2 separate regions of the Rattus norvegicus genome follow, and region 2 is linked to region 1. The links are chromatin contacts, called in public Hi-C maps. All regions are on one chromosome and are shown on one strand. Each heading gives the region's core, a stretch centred on a gene start, on an enhancer-like site or on the middle of the called end of the contact. The rest is flanking DNA. Distances are from core to core; before and after follow the strand shown.

Region 1 (4,008 bases), core at 807-3,306:
TTTCTGTCTTCAGGAGACCACGTTTCTTCTAGCCTCACCTGTCAAGTTGACATAGCCCAGAGTTCAGCCTGGGAGGATTGCCTCCAACAACCTGCTCTGTGGGATATATCTGTGGGATATTTTCTTGATTGCTAATTGATACAGGAGGGCCTGACCCATGGTGGGATGGTACTGTTGCTTGGCAGGGTGTTCTGGGCCGTGTAAGAGAGCTCACTGAGCAGAGGATCGGGAGTTAAACCAGGAGGCAGCATTCCTTGACTCCAGGTCATCCTTTGACTTTCCTTGCTGGTGGACTTAACCTGTAAGGCAGCATAAAGACTTTCCTTCAGGAATTTGTTTTTGGCCAGAGTGTTTCGTCACGGCAACAGAAAGCAAACTAGAGCAATGCTTACCCTCAAAGGTATTTCCATTTTCACTTTGCCGTATGGATGGTGGAATACCCTGTAACTGGAGAACAGCACAGCAAGTCCTAAGCAAGCTGGGACACTGCTTCTTGGGAGACCCTAGTGGGACCCTTGGGGACCCTTCTTGGAGTGGTGCCTAAGTGGTCAAGAGCACTTGGACAGTCATGCGTTCCAACATTTGGGTCCCAGCTTCTATGTCACAAGCGGCCATCTTGTGCGCACTAGCAACCCCAGCTACAAGGAGGCACAAACAGGGAGGGCCACTGGGGCTTGCTGGCTTCCAGCCTTGCCTCAGAAGCATCAACCCCTGGTTCCAGGAGAGACAAGGTCTCAAAGAAACCGTGGACTGTAATCTGGAAGGACACCTGACCCTCCTGGCGTCTGCACTAGTGCAGATGGACAGCCTCGAACGTAGTCACATGTGTGTGTGCACACACCCTGTAGACCATGAGCAAAGTCTCCAAGATCATTGGTTACACATTAGACCCAGAAACCTGGACAACCCCTTTGGATGCATCGTCATTTTAATGCTTGAGGCATGAATGCATAATAACACCAAGGGTGAAGTAAACAATTATTGTTTTGTTCTGTTGAGAGTCAGGGTCTCACTATGTTTGTCTAAGAGGCTAGTCTAGCACTTGCAACATAACCCAGGCTGGTCCAGAAATCACTCTCCTGACTCAGCCTCCTGAGTGCTGAGATTATAGACATTTGACACTATGCCTTGCTCTATTTTAAACAATCTCAAGTAAATGAAACATCTATTTATCTATTCATCCATCCTCCATCCATCTGTCCCTCCATCCATCCATTCATCTATCCATCCATTCATCCATCTACCTATCCATCCATTCATCCATCCACCCCATTCATCCACCCCATCCATCCATCCATTCATCCATCCATTTATCTGTCCATTCATCTATCCATCCATCTATCCATTCTTATTCATTCTTGATTTTTGCCACAGTGTTCACTACAGAGCCCTAGCTGATCTGGCACTTGCTATATTTTACAGGTGGAGAGAATGCAAGGCATAGAGGTCCCAATTTACTTAGGGAAGTGACAGCTAAGTCATGGACAGAGCTGGAGTTGAGCACAAGCCCACCCTCTCTGGCACCAGGCACTTAGACAGTTTGCTTTACTTCTGACAGCAAAGGGGCTGGCATTAGGCTGGGGCCAAGAGTGGCTAAGCTTTCTCCAAGTGGATAACTGGGATGCTCTCCCTAACAGTATAAAAATACAACAGAAGCACAGTACAGAAGACAGAAGGGGCAGTGAGACACGACCTGTAAACAATTTAGCCAACATGCGCACACTTTTATATTGTGTCTCGAAATTTTCACGGCAATGTTTTGAATGATTGAAGATGTAACTTCCTGATGTCTGTCTTCCCTTTGATGCTAAATATTGGTATGGAAGCAATGATATGATCTTTTCCTGTCCCATCAGTCACCAATAAAATAAAATAAACAAAAATAAAAACCCAACAACAAGCAAGCCAGCCAACAATGAGTGGCATTTCAAACAGAAGAGGGTTTTAGGAAGCAGTGGTAAGGGGCCACTGTGAGGGAGCAGGCCAGCACTGATCCTGGCTCATGGAGTGTGGTCATGAGCTCGCTGTGTCCTGAGGACACCCACACCACGCCACTATGGAAGCCAGGTTATCACTATTTAAAACTCTGGTACAAACAGGTTTAAAGGGCATGAACAGGATGCACAGGACACTTCAGAGTCCAAAGAGCCAGCTAGTCCACGTGATCACATGAAATGAAAGATTCCACTCCTCCTGGGCTCTAAGGACCTGGCTGGCTATGTTCTCTGTTTTAGCTTTTATGTTTCAGGAAAGAGAGCAAGAGACATGGAGGGGGTCTGTCTCCCCGGGTGGTGTTTCAGAACACCTAAGGGACACAAAGCCCTTTCTCTAGGCTGTGGTGTGCGTTCCCCTGAGGCGGTGGGTAAACACGCAACATTGGCAGCCTTCCACCGAAAATAAAAATCATCACTCAAGAAGAAACTTGATGTTCCAGAGCCCCCACAGCCACCAAAATGGGAAAAAAAGCTTTCTATTGTGTTTTCTGTGTAACGTGAACGCCAAGAAATGGGGACCAAGGTAGAAGGTTCTTGTGAGTGGAACATAAACTGACTATGACGTGTCTGACCGCTTGCTCTAAGTGTGCATTTTCTGCCAACTGTAAACATTATTATGATTAAACCACGCAATTCTCCTCAATCTGATAGAGACAAAGACAGGTTACCAGCTGAGGACTGCTCCCAGGGTCTGGACTATCAGGAGTGAGGAATCTGACCTTTGTGGATTTAGGCTTCTTAGATTTGACTGTGACTTGGGATAGATAATTGCCAAAGGACCTTTAATCTCTAAATCTAATTATCTCATTGATGAATTTAACTTTTCTCTCTCACTGCTGTGATAAAATACCTAACCAAAGCAAGTGAAGGAAGAAGGCATCTGCCTGACTTACAAATCTGGGGCACTGGGAGCTGAGAGGGACCTCAGCAAACCGTACCCGTATCTGGAAGCAGAGAGGCAGAGAGAGAGAGAGAGAGAGAGAGAGAGAGAGAGAGAGAGAGAGAGAGAGAGAGAGAACACGAACGAACCCAGGACCCCAGCCCATGCAATAATAGAATTCACATTCTGGGTGGGCTTCTCAATTAATTCCAACTAAAAATACCCTTAGTGGCATGCCTAGAATTTGTCTCCTGGGTAATTCTAGATACTGCCAAAATCAACTATTCGGTGATATAAATGAGGGTTAGAAGACATGCCTTTATAAACACACAATTAATGCATTAATTCATTTACTTGATAATAATGGACAACATTCATCGGACCAGGCACTTTTCCAATGATACTTTTGACTTTATACCTATGAGTACGTTACATTTTCCCCGGAGCTCCATGACAAAAAGAATGAGTCTCATTCTCATTTTAAGATTGAGATGACATTAAATTTAAAAGTACAGTATTTTTTAAAGCTAGTGGTCAAGCTTCATAGCTAGCTGGGATTCAAATGCAGGCGCTCTGTCTCATAAGACACACATAAAAGAATTCTGCGATCTAGCTACTGCGAATTTCAAAATATTCCTCCTGATCCAGACCCAGCCCTGACCACCATGACTACTGCATTTGTGCAGTGTGGTCTACTGTTCCAGAGAAGCTTTTACTGAGGCAGAAAGAAATTTTGAAGTGGGTCAATTACTCTGAGGCTCAGAACTGCTCTTGTGTGCATAGGCCTGTGAGTTTACAAGTGCATGTGCACACATGTTTGTGCAAGGCTGACCTTGACACTTGAGTATCTTACTTGATCACACTCCAACTTATATAATGAGGTAGAAGTAGGGTCTCTCCTCTTGCTGAACCCAGAACTTACCATCTTGGCTAATCGGGTTAGCCCACTTGCTTTGGGATGTGCTGGGATTACAGGCAGGCTGTCCTACTCACATAATTTTTATATGGGAGTTGGGGACCAAACTCTGGCCGTCATGCTTGCTTGGCAAGTGATTTACACACTGAGCTGTCTCCCCGGCTCAGAAGAGTTTTTTGTTTATTTAAATAAACAGCAGGGGCTGGAGAGATGGCTCA
Region 2 (3,903 bases), core at 380-2,879, 240 kb before region 1:
CAAAGGCCCTGGGCAGCAATGGCTACTGCTACTTTAAACATAGCTGCATGCGTTGGGTTACACATCCAGTTGGCATGGAAGCTTACGTTGAGCCTCTTTCTCTTGTTCTGGGTCCCACTCAGAGATAGCTGCCTTTCTGGTTGCCCAGTAATGCTCTCCAGTGAAGATTATGCTGACTTCAAACCCAGAGTGCTTGCCTCTGTGCTCTTGCTTGAGAGGCTGTGGATGTAACAGCTGACGCTTAACCTAAAAGCAGATGCCTTGAAATGTGTTCCACCACTGGCCCCTAACAAGCTTTGCATAGGGAAAAGGTCCCAGAGTTTAACATTCATGTGGTGTGCATGCGCGCGCGCGCGCGCGCGCGCGCGTGTGTGTGTGTGTGTGTGTGTGTGTGTGTGTGTGGTGAGTGTGAATGTCAGAGGACATTGTGTGGGAGGTGGCTTACTCCTTCCACCGTGTGAAGCCTTTGTGTCAACTCAGGTTGGCAAGGTTGGTGGCAGGTACCATTACTGCTGAGCCACCCTCTTGCTTATCAGTGATGTCTTCTGAAAGGAAAGAGTAATCCGGATCCTTGCATGGGATGTAAGATTAAGTGCTAGCATTGGTCAGAGACAGGGCAGTGAAGGTGTATTGTTAGCCGTACCTGCTGGAAGCAAGTCCATTCTGGTGAGTCTTCTGGTAAAATATAGAGGGAAAAAAAAGAACTAATCACTTACTAGACCCACAACTGCATCTGAGTTTCCAAGGTACACGTGGGTCTTCCTGACAATGAAAATCATATCTGGTGCAGCTGCTGTAACTGGAGGTACAGCCTGGCCAAGCTCCCAGTATCCCACCATCTTTCTCCATGACCCATTTGTTTTCTACACAGGCAAAATGGAGCTGACCAGGGTTGTGGTGGAAACCACCCTTAAGAGCACTGGAGTTGGCAAAGGACACACCAAGACCAACTTCTCAGCATGAAGGAGATTCACTTGTCCCGGAGGGTCAAAGGGCAGGGAATAAGAGACAAAGACAGGAGATGGAGGACAAGAGAGAAGGGGAAAGGAACAAAGGAGAGAGAGAAGGAATATTTGCCCTGGAGAGACAAAGGACTGCCTCTGGGTAGAGAGGAGTCAGGCAGGACCCATGAGCAAATGGTAGTTTATCAAGGGAAAGGGGGACCCAGTGTTAGGATGAGTTGTTTTATTTTGATTGGGCATTTTTTAAAAAGATTTTTTAAAAAAGATTTATTTATTTGTTTATTTATAAGTACACTGTAGCTGACACACCAGAAGAGGGCATCGGATCCCATTACAGATGGTCGTGAGCCACTGTGTGGTTGCTGGGATTTGAACTCAGGACCTCTGGAAGAGCAGTCAGTGCTCTTAACTGCTGAGCCATCTCTCCAGTCCTCGATGGGGCATGTTAATTGGGTGAGCCAGAAGGGGGCTTTTGGTTGCTGGACTTCAATACTTTGTAGTTGGACTTTGGTTGCCTCAGGAGGAGGAAGTGGCCAAACAAGGGACTAGACCATCTAATGGTTTAGCTGGGAGGAGAGAGAAAGGCAGAACCTGTTGGAGGGTGCTAAGCTTGTGTGCTCTGGTCTGCCAGAGCCCTTTGACCTGTCTTCAATGCTCTCTGGTTTCAGCATTACACTAACCTTGGCGTTTCTCCAGGAACGCAGCATTGACTCAGATCACCATTGCTCTTAAATGGAAGGGACCCCGACAGGCACATTTGGCTTTCCCCACCATCTTAGTTTGAGCGCCACGGATCAAGGAAGGCTTGTTGACATTACACCTTAACTGCCAACTGTGCTTAACCCGATTATATGTTCTGGAACTGTGAAAATCACACAGGGGCGATCAGTGATATGGACATAGAGTGGTCCCTGACCCCATAAGCCTCTACTCTAAAAAGTCTCAGTAGCACTATGGTCACCCGCATCCACTGTCATTTCATAGACAGCTTCTGGAAGTCTCCCAACGTTCTGAGCAACTGATTTTTGCCTTGTGTAAAGATATCCTGGTTAAAGGCTAGAGATCTCTTTAGGGAGAGGCTGGGAGAAATATTAACCATATGAAATGTTTGACTGAGAACAAAGGTTTTCTCTCTCATTCCAAAGCGTTTGATTCTGTAAACTGACCCAAATATAGGGATTGGACAAAAGGCTGTAACTTTTTTTTTTAAATGATTCGAATTCGAGTTTCATTGGCTGGACACAGAAGTTTCTCTTGTCACATATGGGTGAGAATTGAACCTGACTTGTCTATCTCACTCCTAGACTCACTATGATTAATGAGCCAAGGCCTTAACTCTGCAGAATCAATGCCTCTGGTATCTGTTCTGGCTGCACATCTTGTTGTCTTGGTGACTAAGGACCCATTCCTCTCATTACACTCAGTCTTCCCCCTTTCATGGCTGCATCCCCCAACATTTGGTCTAGCCGATGAAGTGAGCCCTTCAGAGTTCTTCAAGGATGCTGTGGTTCCCACCGAAAATCTACTTCGTACGCTACCTAGAAAAAGTATGTCTTTCGGACCCTCCTTACGTGGGCAAGTGTGCCATAAGTGACAAATGTACTCATGCGTCACTCCAGCCTCTCCGAGCCTTTGGATCCCTTCTTTACAAGAAATCAAAGCACGTTTAGTTCTTCAAATCCGCCCACAACCTCGACATGAACAGATGAAGGATGCCTCTTGTCCACAGAAACAAACACTTCCCCCACCCCCGACACAATGCATTGTTCTCAGTCACTGAAGTAGAACAGGAGGGGCCTAGTGTCCTGTGGTAACGTGACGCTGCTCAGATGGGAAAGTTTTAAAAATATTTTGTTAAGTTATGTGTGCACGAAGGCAGGCGCGGGCCCGCAGAGGGCAGGAGGAGGCATCCAATCTCTTCAAGCTGGTAGCTGTGAGCCGCTCACCATGGGTGCTGGGGACAGAACACGGGTTGCTCTTCAAGAGCAGCTAGAGCTCTCCACTGCTGAGCCGTCCATCACTCCAGCCCCTGCATGAAATAAGTCTCAACACACAGAAAGGGCCTTGGTCCTCAGTTGCCTTTCACCTCGGCTGCACAAAGAGTTTGTGTTGAAGCTAGACATGGCTTCAAACCCCATTCCGAGGTTCTCCTAGCTGACTAACTCAAGATGTCAAAGTTATCAAGGCTTAATGGAAGCCACAAGTGGCCAGCAGATAGGGTGCACTCAGAGTGTGTCAACCGAGGAGGAGCTTTTCTGGCTACTGTCACTGTGAATGTCATTGCTGTGCCTGCTGTGCACGGTTGGGGACTGCAGTGGTAAACTCAGCAGAATGAAAGTATATCTGGTACTTTGGGTCCCTCCTCGATGATGTGCACGGCCGGAAGGCTGCGAAATCCCACGCTGATGAAGGGAGACAGGACTGGAGGGAGGAGAGGAGTCTCCTTGGCTCTGCCCTCTTTCCCTTCAGGGCTGGCTAGAGTCAGCTCACAAGAGTTGACTGCTAAATTTCTCAGAATATTTTAAAGCCAAATTAAACATAACTCAGATAGATAACAAATCGTAAGAATTTATAATTAAATAAAGCTATGCTGGGAATTCATTATCAAAGTATGTTTTTATTTAGATCAGTTTTATTTTAGTTCTTTGTCAAGGGGATAAGGACTCCGCTCACCTTAGCTCAGAGAACTGCCCTTCAGCCCTCAGTGAACAGAAGATAGGAGTCTGAGCAGCAAGCACATCGCCTCAGAGCAGGGAACTTCTGCCTGATGCAGGCAGAGCCCCACAGCGCCCCACAGAGTCCCACACAACTCTCCTTACTGAACATTTTCCTGCATTACTTTTTGCCAAAGTTGGTGTATGTCAAACTGCTATTACGTCACTAGCATTTCATATCACATTTAGTCCTCTAACCTTATCAACTCGAACTGTTCCTCCACTGA

The links. A called contact is a pair of places that touch in the nucleus more often than the background predicts.
Region 2: a contact with region 1 is called in a Hi-C map of liver, with 4 times the contacts expected there. The contact joins two enhancer-like sites. A contact is called at or near these places in 12 of 12 Hi-C or Micro-C datasets (the A7r5 cell line, the Rat2 cell line, Schwann cells and 7 more) and 1 of 1 datasets of contacts at active chromatin or transcription factors (oligodendrocytes).

What each region holds. Positions count from the first base shown.
Region 1 is chr4:177,193,454-177,197,461 of GRCr8, reverse strand. No RefSeq gene overlaps it. Among named protein-coding and RNA genes, the nearest start is that of Ldhb, 18 kb to the right of the region's middle. Within about 2 kb of position 2,056, at least 1 of the 93 cell types and tissues checked has an H3K27ac peak or open chromatin away from gene starts, as enhancers often do. A contact at or near this core is called in liver, where this site is marked.
Region 2 is chr4:177,430,712-177,434,614 of GRCr8, reverse strand. No RefSeq gene overlaps it. Among named protein-coding and RNA genes, the nearest start is that of Cmas, 17 kb to the left of the region's middle. Within about 2 kb of position 1,629, at least 35 of the 93 cell types and tissues checked have an H3K27ac peak or open chromatin away from gene starts, as enhancers often do. A contact at or near this core is called in liver, where this site is marked.